Regions from separate parts of the Gossypium hirsutum genome. Here regions 2 and 3 are each linked to region 1. Evidence: chromatin contacts called from public Hi-C data. All regions are on one chromosome and are shown on one strand. The core of a region is the stretch at or near the end of the contact, and the rest is flanking DNA. Distances in the headings are between cores, read along the strand shown.

Evidence for each region. Hi-C and Micro-C count contacts between places; a contact is called where the count stands out from the background.
Region 2: a Hi-C map of leaf shows a contact between it and region 1, with 1.7 times the contacts expected there. The contact joins the promoter of LOC107962707 here to the promoter of LOC107962718 in region 1. A contact is called at or near these places in 2 of 34 Hi-C or Micro-C datasets (both in leaf).
Region 3: a Hi-C map of leaf shows a contact between it and region 1, with 2.6 times the contacts expected there. The contact joins the promoter of LOC107962710 here to the promoter of LOC107962718 in region 1. A contact is called at or near these places in 3 of 34 Hi-C or Micro-C datasets (all in leaf).

The regions. Positions count from the first base shown.
Region 1 is chrA06:16,720,286-16,725,060 of Gossypium_hirsutum_v2.1, reverse strand. LOC107962718 (hexokinase-1) reads left to right here and starts at 2,660. Exons shown (of 9, transcript XM_016899201.2): 1 at 2,660-3,298. The coding sequence starts at 3,027.
Region 2 is chrA06:16,941,416-16,946,190 of Gossypium_hirsutum_v2.1, reverse strand. It overlaps LOC107962707 (acid phosphatase 1), which reads right to left and starts at 2,462. Exons shown (of 3, transcript XM_016899187.2): 1 at 1,824-2,462; 2 at 269-478; 3 at 1-137. The coding sequence starts at 2,221.
Region 3 is chrA06:16,882,933-16,887,707 of Gossypium_hirsutum_v2.1, reverse strand. LOC107962710 reads left to right here and starts at 2,360. Exons shown (of 2, transcript XM_016899190.2): 1 at 2,360-2,734; 2 at 2,833-3,245. The coding sequence starts at 2,478. The coding sequence ends at 3,106.

The sequences.
Region 1 (4,775 bases), core at 1,411-3,910:
TTTTACTGAACCTTTAACCATATAAAAGCAGCCCTTAAAATCTGAATTTTTTCAACAAAACCCTTCCAAATTTCACATACTTTTTAATTAAATCCTTTAACTTAAAAACTATACAAATTACTTTACAAACTAGCTCAAATTCACTATCAAGCTTCCAACCAAAACATTAGCAATTAAAAAGCTTCAAAAACAAAAATGATAAATTTTCCAAAATTTGACAACGTCACAAATTAGCCCCTAGACTAGATAGTTTAAATTACAATGACTTGAAAAATATAAAATTTACAAAAAAATCGACAAAAATAACACTTACATGCAATCGCCAAACAAATAAAATGCTTCAAGCTTTCATTTCCATGGTTTCGATCACAAGGGATAAAAGAAGAAGATGATGTTTCTTCTTCTTCTTCTTCTTCTTTTATGTTTTAAGTTTTATTTATTTTATTTTAACTTTATTTTAATTGAAATTTCATTATAAAATTCACCTAATGTCGTTCCCTATCAAAATTATGGTCTAATTTTCATAAAGATCCTCTCACTTTAACTATTTAAACATTTTAGTTAATAATAATCAATACCAATTAATTTTTACCACTTTTACGATTTAATCATTTTTCTTTAATTAGCTATCAAATCACTAAAATTTTCGGACCAAACTTCAATATATCTATATAATCACTCTGAAAATATTTTATAAAAATATTTGTTATGGGTTCGGTTTATATAAATGAGGTTTTGATACCTCATTTTCTGAAACCACTTGATTATAAGGACAAACCACTTGTACTTAACTATATATTTAAATAGCAAAAATTATCCGATAACAATTCTATATAATACTATATTTGACTCGTAAATATTAAATAATAATATTTATGGACTCATTCGTCGGATTTGTGATCCCGAAATCACTATTTTTAACACCACTGAAAACGGATTGTTACAAATTAATTCTCAAACCATTTCCATTTTTAGTGAGAAAATCACATTCATTCCTGAATGTTCCCATTTCTATCCATTTCTGTTAATTTATTCAATTTGCAATTCATTTTTGATTTCAACAAGATAGCGAAGGGACCGATTGGATATATGTGATTAGGGCTCAAATGATTTATAAATAAGTTCCAGCTTTTCACCACCTATTAATTATAAACTAATTTAGTAATGAAGTCATTCCATTATAGTATCGTGACTGAGCTTTCCCTTATGACATATCATTACGAAAGCAACTCGATCAATGCTCGTCCAATAACCTTATCGTAAGTGTGTTACCCTCATAGGATATCCTTAATCTCTTAGAGATAAATTCGATTTGTCCGGTTCGATTGTATAAATTTAAAAAAAAAAAAGTAAAAATAGAAAAATAGATTCAACTGTCGGTTTAACCTGTTCAATCGATTCACAAGTTAACCAATCTGACCCCTTATTCTAAATCAGTATCTCAATCGATTTCTAATCCAATAGTTCGATTGACTAATTCAATTTGATTCTAAAAATAGCGGGAGATCAATAACTTCATCCAAGTCATGAATTAGAGGAATTACATTAATAAATTACTAGTGAAGATTTTCAAAAAATTTTAATTTTATTATTTTTATAGTTTTTACATTTTAAAAAAAATGTATCTCCACTCTATTAAGACTTTGTTTAATTTTAAACTAAAAATTTGGATAAAGAAATACCTTTTCAAACCAAACATTGACTTTAAAATGGGATTTTAACCCAAGTCAAAAAGCCAAAAATTTTAGCTTTTGGCTTTAGAAAAAAATGTTTTTTAATAAAGTTATATTTTTATCCATCATTAGATCTTTTACTTTACAATATTATGTTTACAATTATCATTTTATTTCTTAAAAATATTTTTTTCACAGCAATAGTAAATACTTTCAAATTCTTTTTAGAAACTTTTTTACCTCAATGATAAAGTAGAGGTAAGTAGTAACCATATGTATCTAGAAATTTATATTTCCTTATAAACAAGTGTTTAATTGCTAAACAATTAGCTTGTGATCTCTAATTAAGAGAAGGGATTATATAGAACTGTAATTCCACGTCATCTATATCTATTTTTAATTGGAAAATGTCAAATCAAATTTTTTTTCTCTTGATTTTTAGTATTTTCAGTTGAATTTAAATTTTTTCAAAGGGAAAAAAAACTAAAAATTAAAAAAAAATCTAATATATCATTCTCTTATTGAATAAAATTATAATTTTATACCGTAGTTTATTCTCCAACAAAATAATAAAGCAAAGAAAGAAGGAATAAATTATATGGGATCATCCAAACCATGTGGCTTAGTGAAATTGGGTGACTAATAAAACCACCAAGTTGGCAACAACATTTATGAATCCCAGTTTGATGAGACGTTGATGTAGTTGTACTTATTTCCAACCAAACTCTACTTTCAAACCCATGGATTAACTCATACTAATCCCCAAACACTTTCTCATCTCTAATCTTTATGATTTCATTTCAGCTTGAGTTACACAAAGGAAAGATTCCTAAATATCATAAACCTGACACCTGTCCACTCATGTCTTCATTAGATAAAGGGTTTTTCATTAATATCAAATTTTAATACAATCATATTCAAAACTTGGAATGGAAAGGTCATTATAGTAATTTAAAACCACTTTCTCAACGTTATCCCCACTCCTCACTTTTAAATATCTTCTTCTTCTTTGTTCGCCCAAGCTCAGCTCAAGACAATTTTTTTTTTATTTTATACCAAATAACAAAATAATTACGTCTTCTTCCCATTTTTGGTCACTTTTCTCTTTGCTTTTTTTTAAACAAATGAAAGCCGCTTCATTGCAGAAGCAAAACCAATAACTACTACAAAAATTTTGAATTTTCCAATAACGAGACAATTAAAAATTCAGTGATATAGGCCTTCCCTCCTTTTGTCCTTTTCTTTTTAAATCCAAGTTAGTGAAACTTGGATTTTTTTTTTTTGGGGGGGGAGTATCCGTACAACTCTTAAAAGTACTTTTTTTCCTCTTGTTTGATTGGTGTTGCGGTGGTGATGGGGAAAGTGGCAGTAGGGGCGGCGGTGGTGTGCGCGGCGGCTGTGTGTGCAGCAGCGGCGCTGGTGGTGCGTCACAGGATAAAGAGTTCGGGGAAGTGGGCCCGGGCGTTGTCTATACTGACGGAGTTTGAGGAAAAGTGTGGGACCCCAAGTTCGAAGCTTAAACAGGTGGCTGATGCCATGACCGTTGAGATGCACGCCGGGCTCGCATCAGAGGGTGGCAGCAAGCTCAAGATGATCATCAGCTATGTAGATAATCTTCCCACTGGGTAACTTAACCATTCAACTTCTATTTTTCTTTCCTTAAAATTTTAAGTTCCAATACTTCTGGAATTCTCTTGATTGATCAACTCTGATTATGAGCTCTATTTCAAAAAAATAATAATAAATAAATAAATAAAAGAGAGAGGAAAATTTGTAGAAAAGTTTAATTCATGATTGACATTTAACTAGTTTGTGAGATGAAAAAGCTTTAGAGATTAGTGGTTTTGATTTTACTCACACTATGGTCCATTCGGATTTGCTGTTAAGGAGATTGATAATTCATTAGATGCCCTGAATTGAACTTTCTATACCCAAAGGGTAAAAATTTAGTAGTTTCGAAATTTACTTTGAGTAACTGATGTGTTGGATTCCACTTATGATGGCTTTTGTTGTGTTATCAACTCTGCATGCTTATCAACTTTATGCTTGTTTTGTTCTAAAGATGATTTATGGGTTAGTTTTGTCTACAAACAAGTGCTGCTTTTAGTATTCTTGTTTGTCCCATCAATACCTACCTTTTTGCTTTCAATTCATGGGATAAAAATAACTCACCTTTTCATATTTAGCTTACCTTCCAAAACCTTTGATACCTTTTTTACTTATCAAGTTTATTTGGGGTTTTGGGTTATAGCTGCTTCCTTTGCATTCTACTCCATGCTTCCTGCCTTTCATTCTATCTCTACGTGCTGATGTCAAATATAGATATTAGAGTGGGTTGCCACAGATTCTATGTTTCTCCTACTTCCCCTTTTTCTTTTAGCTACCTACCTATATTTAATACTCATGTGAGATGCACATCCAAATATTGGTACCCTATATGATTTTCCTACCACTTTCTAAAAACATCGGGAATAAAATTGAACATACCATGGATTTATGTTGCACACATGCACATGGATGGAGCTAAATAGAAGGTGAGGGGCCAAATTTCTTTTTCCTTTAACATGTATTACTAAATATTCTAACTTTATACATATAATGTTTATAAATTTAAACATGAATTGGTCCCAATTAAATTTGTAATTTGAAACATGATTGACCCCAATTCAAATACAACTCACTTTTTAAAACCAATTAGATTCAAGTTAAATTTCATTTTTATTTCTAACTTATATTTTTTCCCCCAAAAAACACTTCTATTTGTTTACTTTGTTCTAAAAGCTTTAAAAAAAAGTTCAAAGCTTTCCCATTTATTTAAAAAAATTCCATTCAAAACAAATGTTAAACTTTACAAGTATTTGGTGCTGACAGACAACAAGGTAATAACAAATAGTGATTTTAAGTTCTAACAGAGGTTTAATTTTTTTTTATTGTATTGGAAGAACCAATGAGTCTAGGTTGTTGCCCTTAGAAGATTTGGGTTGTGATCTATTTATTTGTATATATTATTTAAATCTTTTTATATTTTAAAATTATTTATTCAGATTTTTTTTCTCTTACAACTTTGTTTGTTAGGTTTTTTTTTCATTTTTTTAATAAATG
Region 2 (4,775 bases), core at 1,213-3,712, 220 kb before region 1:
GTTTAGCCACTGCAAAACCCAGCAAGTCACTCCATTGATCTCCAGAATTCCCATGAATCCTGTAACCTTCATTTACCAGAACTGATCTCCTCTCAGATTTGAATATGGTCGCTGGCGTCCCTCCATCTGAGGCTCCCCTGTACCATAACCAAAAATTTCATCACCCATTTCTTACCAAGTAATTTTGTTTAATTAAAAACTAGTCCTACGTAGTTTTCCATTGAAAAAGAACCAAAACGGGAACTGCTTGCTTGAAAACTAGACAGACCTCAAGATAAGCCCTTCCCAGCCAGTATACCCAGCTAACTCAAGATTTTTTCTGGTGTCATTCCTCTGATGTTCACTCCGGCCGGTAAGCACAAATATTTTGAACCCCATCTGCTTCAAGCCATTATACAATTTCAAACTCGATGGTATAGCTGGGGCCTTGGCTTCTGCCACCCATTCATCCCAACAGCTCTCGTTAAAAATTTCTGATCTACATTCATCACAAGATAGCTAAGCAACTTCAACAAATGAACACAAGCATAAAAATTTAGGACAAAGTAAACAGATTAAGCAATTTCTTTAAACATGATTCACCGTGCTCGTGTTTTTGCACAATGAAGTGTCAAATGTTCAGGGGAATCCTTTGATTCCCTACACTGAACTTTGCACAAGCCATAAGCACATTCAAAACTAGTAACTAGGATCATAGTATATTCAGATTCTTTCTCCAATGCCAAAACACAACCAAGTCGGATGAAATCATTTTCAAAAGCACCCAACACAGTTTAATCATCTATAACATGACAAATTGCCAATAGGCAAAAAGCTTAACTTAGATGTCAAATTTTCATTTTCGGCAAATGTTACCCAAAATCTTTCAAACCAAGGTTTTTGTTTTGTTTTGTTTTATCATGAACAAATCAATAATTGTTTAGTTTACAATACTGACGTTACAATAAGAAAATTCTAGCATAAGTAAAACCCCATATAAAGTTCTTATTTCAAACCAATGCATTGAAAATCATGAGAGAACGAAATTGCCAAGAAGGGTATTCAATACAAATGCATAAGTATAAATAACATATTATATAATCTTTAAGTCTTAACTAATTTTTCTTTCAAAAAAAAAAAGTCTTAACTAATTTTAAATAATATCAAAGGATATTAAGTAGCAAAATCACTTTTTTTAACCTCTAAATTTAGTCATTATATTCAAGAAAAAAGAATAGAGTATACAATAATTTTCAATTTCCTTACTCAAATATCCAATTTTAATAGGACAATGGTTGAGGTTACCTTAATAATCATAACTTAATGATCGCCTGATTCATAATCATATCAAAAGTTATCTTGCCAAGAAGAAGAGAGCATATCATGCATCCGATAGGGACTCTAGCATTATTTAATGTTAAAAATTTGCGACTGGTTTCCTCATTTATGGTTGACCAAGAAAGGCCATCTAACCTTCCAAGCCAAGACAAATCTGGGCGTGTGTTTTTTTTCTATACCATAAATCCTACCAAAAGCAAAGAAAACGCATTCATTCGAATCTTATCCGATTCATGGTGTTAAGAAAAAAAACGAGGACAGGGTTGACGTACATAGCCGAACCCGTGATTTCTATACCATTAATCCTACCAAAGCAAAGAAAGCGCATTCATTCAAATCTTATCCGATTCATGGTGTTAAAAAAAAACGAGGACAGGGTTGACGTACATACCCGAACCCGTGATTTCTATACCATTAATCCTACCAAAAGCAAAGAAAGCGCATTCATTCGAATCTTATCCGATTCATGGTGTTAAAAAAAAAGAGGGCAGGGTTGACGTACATACCCGAACCCGTGATCCCGATAGTAGGGTAAATTGGTCAACAAAGTCTCGTCGACGTCGAAGACCCAGGCGTCTTTGCCGTCGGATGCGATCTGGACGGTGGAAGCGTAAGCGAGGGAGTAATTAGCGACGACCTCGCAGTCGGAAGCGTAGCGTTGACCGGTCATATAAGCTCTGACGAAAGGAACGCAGCGGGAGGGGATTGCGGCCCAACTTCCTGCGTTATTGGTCTCGACGGCTAACTGCCAGCTGGCACAGTAAAGGTCGTCGTCAATGTTGGATCGAGGAACGCTCGTTGCCGTTGTCGGGAGGCGGATATTGGGTTCAAAAGAAGCCGAAGATTCGAGAACGGAGGTGGTGACGAGGAGTAAGAATAGGAAGGTTAGGGGCTGAGACGCCATTGGAAGTTGAATTCAGTATTTGAGGAGGGAGAGTGTTTTTTTTTCTTTTTCGTTACCTCTCCCAAGCAGTGGCTCATTGATTGTGAGAAAAAGTTTCTATAATTTATTGTGAAAACTGTTGGTTCTCTTCACATTTTAACCATTCATTTTTGGGTTAATAGTTTCCACATGAGTTTCTCCAAATTTACATAATTAGTAATTTGAATTTTTTTAGAATTCACTGTTTTTTGAATTTGTATTTCCTTCACCTAAGTTTGTATTTATGTACTAATACCGTTAATTTATACTCACGTGACACTGATAATTAATTTGTTGGTGACATGTGATAATTTTTTAGTATGCCCGTGATAAATAAATTTAAAATTTTAAAATAACTTTAAAATATATATAAATTAATAAAAAATATTTTTTTACAATAAGAATGAACTTAGACAAAAAAATTATACTCTTTTTTATTAATTAATCTATTTTTAATTTTTTTAATTGATACTCGTCACATGGCGTATTGAGAAATTGTTATATGTCATTGTTAGATTGACCATTAGTGTCACATCAGTATAAACTAACGGTATTAATGCGAAAGTACCAACTTGAGTGATAAAATATAAGCTCAAGTATCAACTAGGTACTTATGGACAAGTTTAGGGAGCAAACTACATATTAACCCTTCATTTTCCAATCATTGTTTAGAATTTGTATTTATGGTAAGGTTAAAATATGCTATTAGTCCCTATACTTGTATAAAATTTAGAATTTAGTCCCAATACTTTAAAAGTTAAAAATTCAATCTATACTTTTTCAATTTAAAAATTTTAATTCAAACATTATTGCTATTGATAGTTTCTGTCAAAAATTATCAATTTATCATGTTTATTTTCCTATCAATCATATGTTATGTCATGTAATTATAGTTTAGTAAAAAAATTCAAGTTGACAAAATTTTGATTGAAATACTTATTATTTTAGTGATTGGGTTGATATTTTAAAATGAAAAAGATAAAAAAGATTTAATTTTCAACTTTTTTAAATATAAAGATTAAAATTTAAAATTGATCAAATTAGGCATATTTTGTGCTGAGTTTAATAAATTATGATGTGGTGTGACGAGTGGTATCATTGGCCAACTTTCCCTTTCGTGATTTCTATATGAAGCATAACAAATAATAATTTGAAACGATCCTAGGCTATTAAGATTGAAACAATAGCTTCCGTAAATGCAAAAGCAACCTAGACACTATTGATTGATATTGAAAGTTTTTCAGAGTTAGGTTTGCAGTTCATCTATCAAATAAATTAGTAAAAAATTCATAAGAAATTTAAAAAATATAAATTCAATTGACTTTTTTTTTTGAATTAATACATCATTCAAACAATCATGTTAATATTAAACTTATCCATGGATGATATCAACTTGAAATATAAAATTAATATTTTATCCAAATATAACAAAATGCATTGTTGTGGGTGGTCATTAGTTTAACACAAATATTGTTGAGGACCTCATGGATAGGCGTCTAAAAAGAGAAACGCTATTAAAATCTCGATTTAGAAAGGAAATCAACCGTACAATTAATAGAGGCAGGGGTGCGGCTATTGTAAGGTTTTTTACCAATTTTGTCGTTCTGAATTTAATTATAAAAAATAAATTAAAAATTCCAAATATATAATAATAGAAACATGCATATTCGTTTCATAAATTATAATAACCAAATTAAATATCTAAATTAACTTAATATTTTAAGAGTTGGAAGAATTATTGATTGGGTAATCACAACCTTGGCTTTTACCCAAACATCTCCCATATATTTCTACTTTCTCAATTGCTCACATAATAAATATTTTTTTCTTGCTTATTTTCTGTCATTTTACCTAAAAAGCCTGTTTTTAAACATTAATAATAGAACTAGGCCGTTTATTAGGTTATTTACCGGATTAGGCTATTTTCCCTGAAAACGCTTTGACGTCAGCGCGCTTTAGTGTCCACATCAGCAAAACGCTCCCCCGGAGAAGCGTTTTGCCACTGTAACGGTCAAAAATTTAACCGTTGGCTTCCAACGGTCCAAAAAAATATATAAAAAGGCCCCCCAAATCATTTTTTCACACAAATCTCTCACAATTTCTATAATTCTCTCAAAATTCCTTTCCCTTCATTTATTTTTCACACAATTCTCTCATAATTCTCAACATTCTTTCAATATTCCCTTCAAAAATCTATCAAATTTCATTAAAATTTTCTCAAAATTCTATCAAAATTCTTTGTTTAAATTTTTTTGAATTTAATTTTTTTTTAAATTAAAAAAATCCAATCTTATTAGCAATAGCCGGAGAATTAATCCATCTCGATAATAAGCACATCTCCATTGATCAAATGACAATGGTAAGTGATAATTTTAAAATTTCAATACTATTCGATATTTTTTAATTTATGTAAATTTAATTAAATTTGCAATACTATTTGATATTTTATTCATTTATGCAATTATAATTAAAATTTCAATACTGCTTGATTTGTTTTTCATTTATGATGTTTGCATTAATTAATTTATGCAATTTT
Region 3 (4,775 bases), core at 1,111-3,610, 160 kb before region 1:
AAAGTAAAAAAACTAAAAGTAACCAAATTAAAATATAATGACTAAATTTACAACTTTTGCAAAATATAGGGATTAATAGCAGAATTTAACCAATCCAAAAATAGCCAATATCCTTCCCATTTAAAACCTTTTCCATTGTTCAGGCTTCTATTATTGTGCTTTTGTTTTTGTTTTTTTTCGGAAAGTGGTGTATAATTAAATTGTCTTCGCTTTTAGCACATAACTTTAATTTCTTTTAGGGTAAACACCCAATTATCAGTAATTTATTTTATCATTCAATTATAAAAAAATATAAAATAATTATTCAATTTTTTTCTTTTGGTGATGAGGGCTGATGGAAAAGTGACATGTTTGTTTTTAAAATTAGTATAAAATAACTTTAACCTTAAAATATTTATATATTGTATCAATTTAGTCTTGAATCTAAAAAATTTAACAATCAACGTTTTCACATTTTCTTTATGACTATTTCGCCTAAAAAGCTTTAAAAAATAAATGTATCAACTAAATTTGATCATATATATACACATTAAAAATAAAAACATCTAAAAATCTAAAATCATAATTTTCACATTTTCCCATCATTTTCTCTTGATACTCCTATTCTTCACCGTTAGATAGGAAACTAATGGCTGAGATGACTTAACTTCATTGATTTGATCTTCACCAATTTTATAAGATTAATACTTGAGGATTAAATTAAGTAACTTTGAATTTGGAGGACTAAATTTGTTAGTATGTCAATTTTAAAAGTTATCATTTTATCTTTCCATGGTGACCAATAAAGAAAAAGTCGAATAATTAGGTGGCCAACAAAAACACTTACTAATAGTTGAGTGACTACTAATATAGTTTATCCATATTTTAATATATAAAATTTCACTTATATTAAATAATAATTATTTGTTAAATAATAAAACATTTCATTTATTATATATTAAGTAACTTATTTAAATTTAAAAGTTTAAAATCACTGCCAACAACCTCTGAATTTGGTGGCAAGAACATTATGACATAAGTAACCGCGGTAGAGTTTTAAGTTTAATCCTCCCATGAAGTATTTCTTGCCAAACAATAAATAGATGTCACTATATCAAACTTTAGAGAGAGTTTTAATATATTAGATTAGACCACATACAAAAAAGTACCATGAGTTTTTATTGATTTTAGGTAATATTTTATAAGATAAAATATAAATATTATTATAATAATATAATTGATTTTGATAAAAATTTAAATTTAGGTAATTTTTCAATTGAATTGATATGCGATTGGCTTGTGATATTAATTGAATCAGAGATTTTATAATATCTAGTTATTAATTGGAGAAAGATGATTATATTCTCGAATATCAACTCAATTGAAAGGAAACTAATGTATCCCACTCTTTGAAATGATAACTAATATGATTATGATGATTTTTTTTTTATACTTATTTGTGTTAAATTTGAATTTAGTCCAAATGTTTAATATTAGTAAGAAGATTGATTAGGAGTTTTCAAAAATGGTTGAGAAATTAGGATCCTGAGCTAAATGGGATTAAAATGGATAAGAATGTGAGGGGTGATGCGGTGGCACATTAGCCTTTGTCCCCAACTCAACCTTCTTATCCTAGGGAAATGGCTCCTATGTGTTCGCTTTTTGACCACATCCCATTTTCTTGCTCCGTACTTAGAAGACAGTTGTTAGGGAGTGGATGGGGTCAAATCTTTATTACTCACTACCTGCCATTATTTCAAATCAAATTTGGGTTCAACTTTTTAGAGTTTTAATATCTTTTTATGTAAAAGAGAAAGAGAAGAAGTAATATTCACTAAGAGAAAGAATAGTACATTCTTTCATGGTAATAACTTTGATATCTCGTCATTGAAAATTTTAGTTAAATTGTGAAGAATTTGTTAAGAAAACTAAAATATTGAACTTTCCAAATGCACCTACACTGATTCCTCAAGTATCGGAAGCCTTTTCTACCAATGTGATTGCCTCTTTGGGAGTTGTGGGACATGGAAATATGTGCAATATGTCATAGCTTTTTCAAGCAAAGTTGCTAAAGATAGTAACCTCATTTTCAGCCTAAAAATTAAAAAAAAAGAAAAAAGAAAAAGGTGACTGACTAGGATATGGATGCCTTCAATTTAGATCTTATCCAAATGTCCTAGTACAATGGGAAAGCCATATTAAATTTAGACCATTAGGAGATGATAATGACAAATCTTTTTCTTCTTTTGGTGAAAATGATAATGACAAATCTTGGAATAAAGGAATACAAGAAACCAAAAAGAAATTATTATCTAAAATAATAAATAAACTGGTCAAGCTTATTCTATATGTTTAAATACCACCACATATTATTATCAGCTAACAATAGCTTTATATATATATATATATCGATTTGTATGCTCCCTCCTAGAAGACCAAATTGCACATAGGGTTTTCAGAAATCAGATCTTGCTCTTGTTCTTGTTATTGTTCCAGCTATGAATCTGAAGAAAATGGATTGCAATGAAGCATGGTGCGGCAACTTGATGATGATGGGGAGAGGGAATCATAATGATGAAACGTGTGATTTAATATCCAGTGAATCCTCCCTTGGAGAAAACTCAGATAACTCCATTTATTCAATATCTTCTTCATCAGACATGGTTGAGGATGCATCTTCTGCAACATCATCATCATCATCATCTAATGGACCTCTTTATGAATTATCCGACCTCATGGCTCAATTACCTATCAGGTAAACAATTTCAACAAAACTACAAGTGTTTAGGAGATTAAGTAGTAGGTTGTGATGAATGGTTTGATCAATATATATATAAATAAATGGAATTGCAGGAGAGGGCTTTCTAAATATTATGAAGGGAAGTCTCAATCATTCACATCTTTAGCAAGCGTGAGGAGCATAGAAGACCTTCCAGAGAAAGTGTTGGGTCCTTTAAATATTAGATCCAAGATGAAATCATGTAAGAGCTATGGATGGGGACTTGGTGGTCATAAAAACAAGTCATATAGCCCTAAGGCTACCATATCAAAGAAGGGTTGTTCCAGTCGAGGTTGTTTCATGTCTTCTCTAGGTAAGAGTAGTAGTAGTGTAGTGAATAGGGATTGAGTTGATTGTGCAATGCAGCAAAGAGAGATGGGGTTTGAATGTATAGCTGTATTTGTTTTTTTGGGGGTTATAATTCTAGTTGTAGATTTACAGAGGATTTAAATGAATTTATAACCCTTGTTCCTCAAGGGGTTTTGAAGGTTTAAATCCATATGCGTGTGCATTTTTTCATGGCATCCAAGTACAACTACGATGGTTTATACCAAAAAATTTGGCTCTCCCAATGAATTTTTCTTGATTCTGAAATAGGATATGTTATTGCAAAAACATTGTCTTGTGAGCTACATTGTTCTCTTCTTGTCAGAGCAGGTAATAATCAAGTGTGAACAACCAAATTTTATTTTAACAAGAAACTGTAAACTTCAATCATGGATCATAAGCCTTGCTTTTCACCCACTTATTTTTTGTTTCTAGCATTTCACCTTTTGGTTCCTTCTTCCTTCTCCTTCCTTTTCCCCCTTTCCTCTTGTCATTGCCGGCGCCGCTCTTCCTTTCCCAGGTTCTCCAGTCCCACCTTCTTCTCTCCCCTCGCCCTTTTTTCTCTTTCTTTCGTTCTGGATGCTCCCTGTCCCTCCCCGCCGGTTGTCTTACATTTCCCGGCTTGAGGGGTTTTTGTGTTCGGAATAATAGACTCTGTGTTTTGGGGCCCTGATGAATAGTTTTCTCTCAGTGGCTCGTTTTCTCGATTCTTGAGTTTGAGTTGGATAGTTTGTTCTGCAACTGATTTTGAATGATTAAACCTTTGTTTCTTTGACGATAAAGAGTTACTCTTAAGGGTAAATTGTAGCTGAATAAAGTTTTCTTTTCCTCCTTTAATTTTAAAAAATTACAAAATTTTAATCCATTTATTCAAAAACTTTTTATTTAAATGGTTAAATTTTTCAAAATTTTTAGCAAAATAACTAAATTATTAAGTGTATTTTAAAAGTTTCGATAATGAATTTTAAGCGATGATTTAATAATCGATATAATGGATCAGTATTTATTGATAAGTAGAACATTCCTCATATCCAAGTTAACCTGACAATCAATGTTAGAGATATAATTTATTTGAATTTTAATTCGCAGATGCGTGATATTTAAAGTTATTTTATGAAAAAGAACTAAACTGTGAAAAAAAAAAGAAAGCTTTTGATTAGTGCATGGTATAAACGAAAAATGTCATATAATAACAATTTTAATAATCCTGTGACTTAAATAAAATTTTTTGAATAATTTAATAATTATTTTATAATTTTTGAAGTTAAATAATAAAAATGTAAAATCATTAATAATTAAATGACATTGATTATAGTTTACTTTTTTAAAAAATTTGGGATCGAATTTAACACACCAACTTGTGTGAATGATTTATTGATTAATACCTAATAATCTTACTTTGTATTCATGAGGTTGATGTTTCTACATTCGGTTTTTTTAATGGGTCAAGTGTACTTTGTATTCATAAATCAACTCGATATCAATTCAATTAAAAAAATTACTAAAATAATATTATATTTTAAATAAGTCATATTATTATAAGCGTATTTTTTTTCTTTTATTTTAAGAACACGAATAATTGCACAAAAACCTCTAAACTATAACCTATATTTTAAATTAGTCCTTAAACTTTAAACATTCTAATTACAAACTTTAAACATTCTAATTACAACATTAAACTGTCGATGTC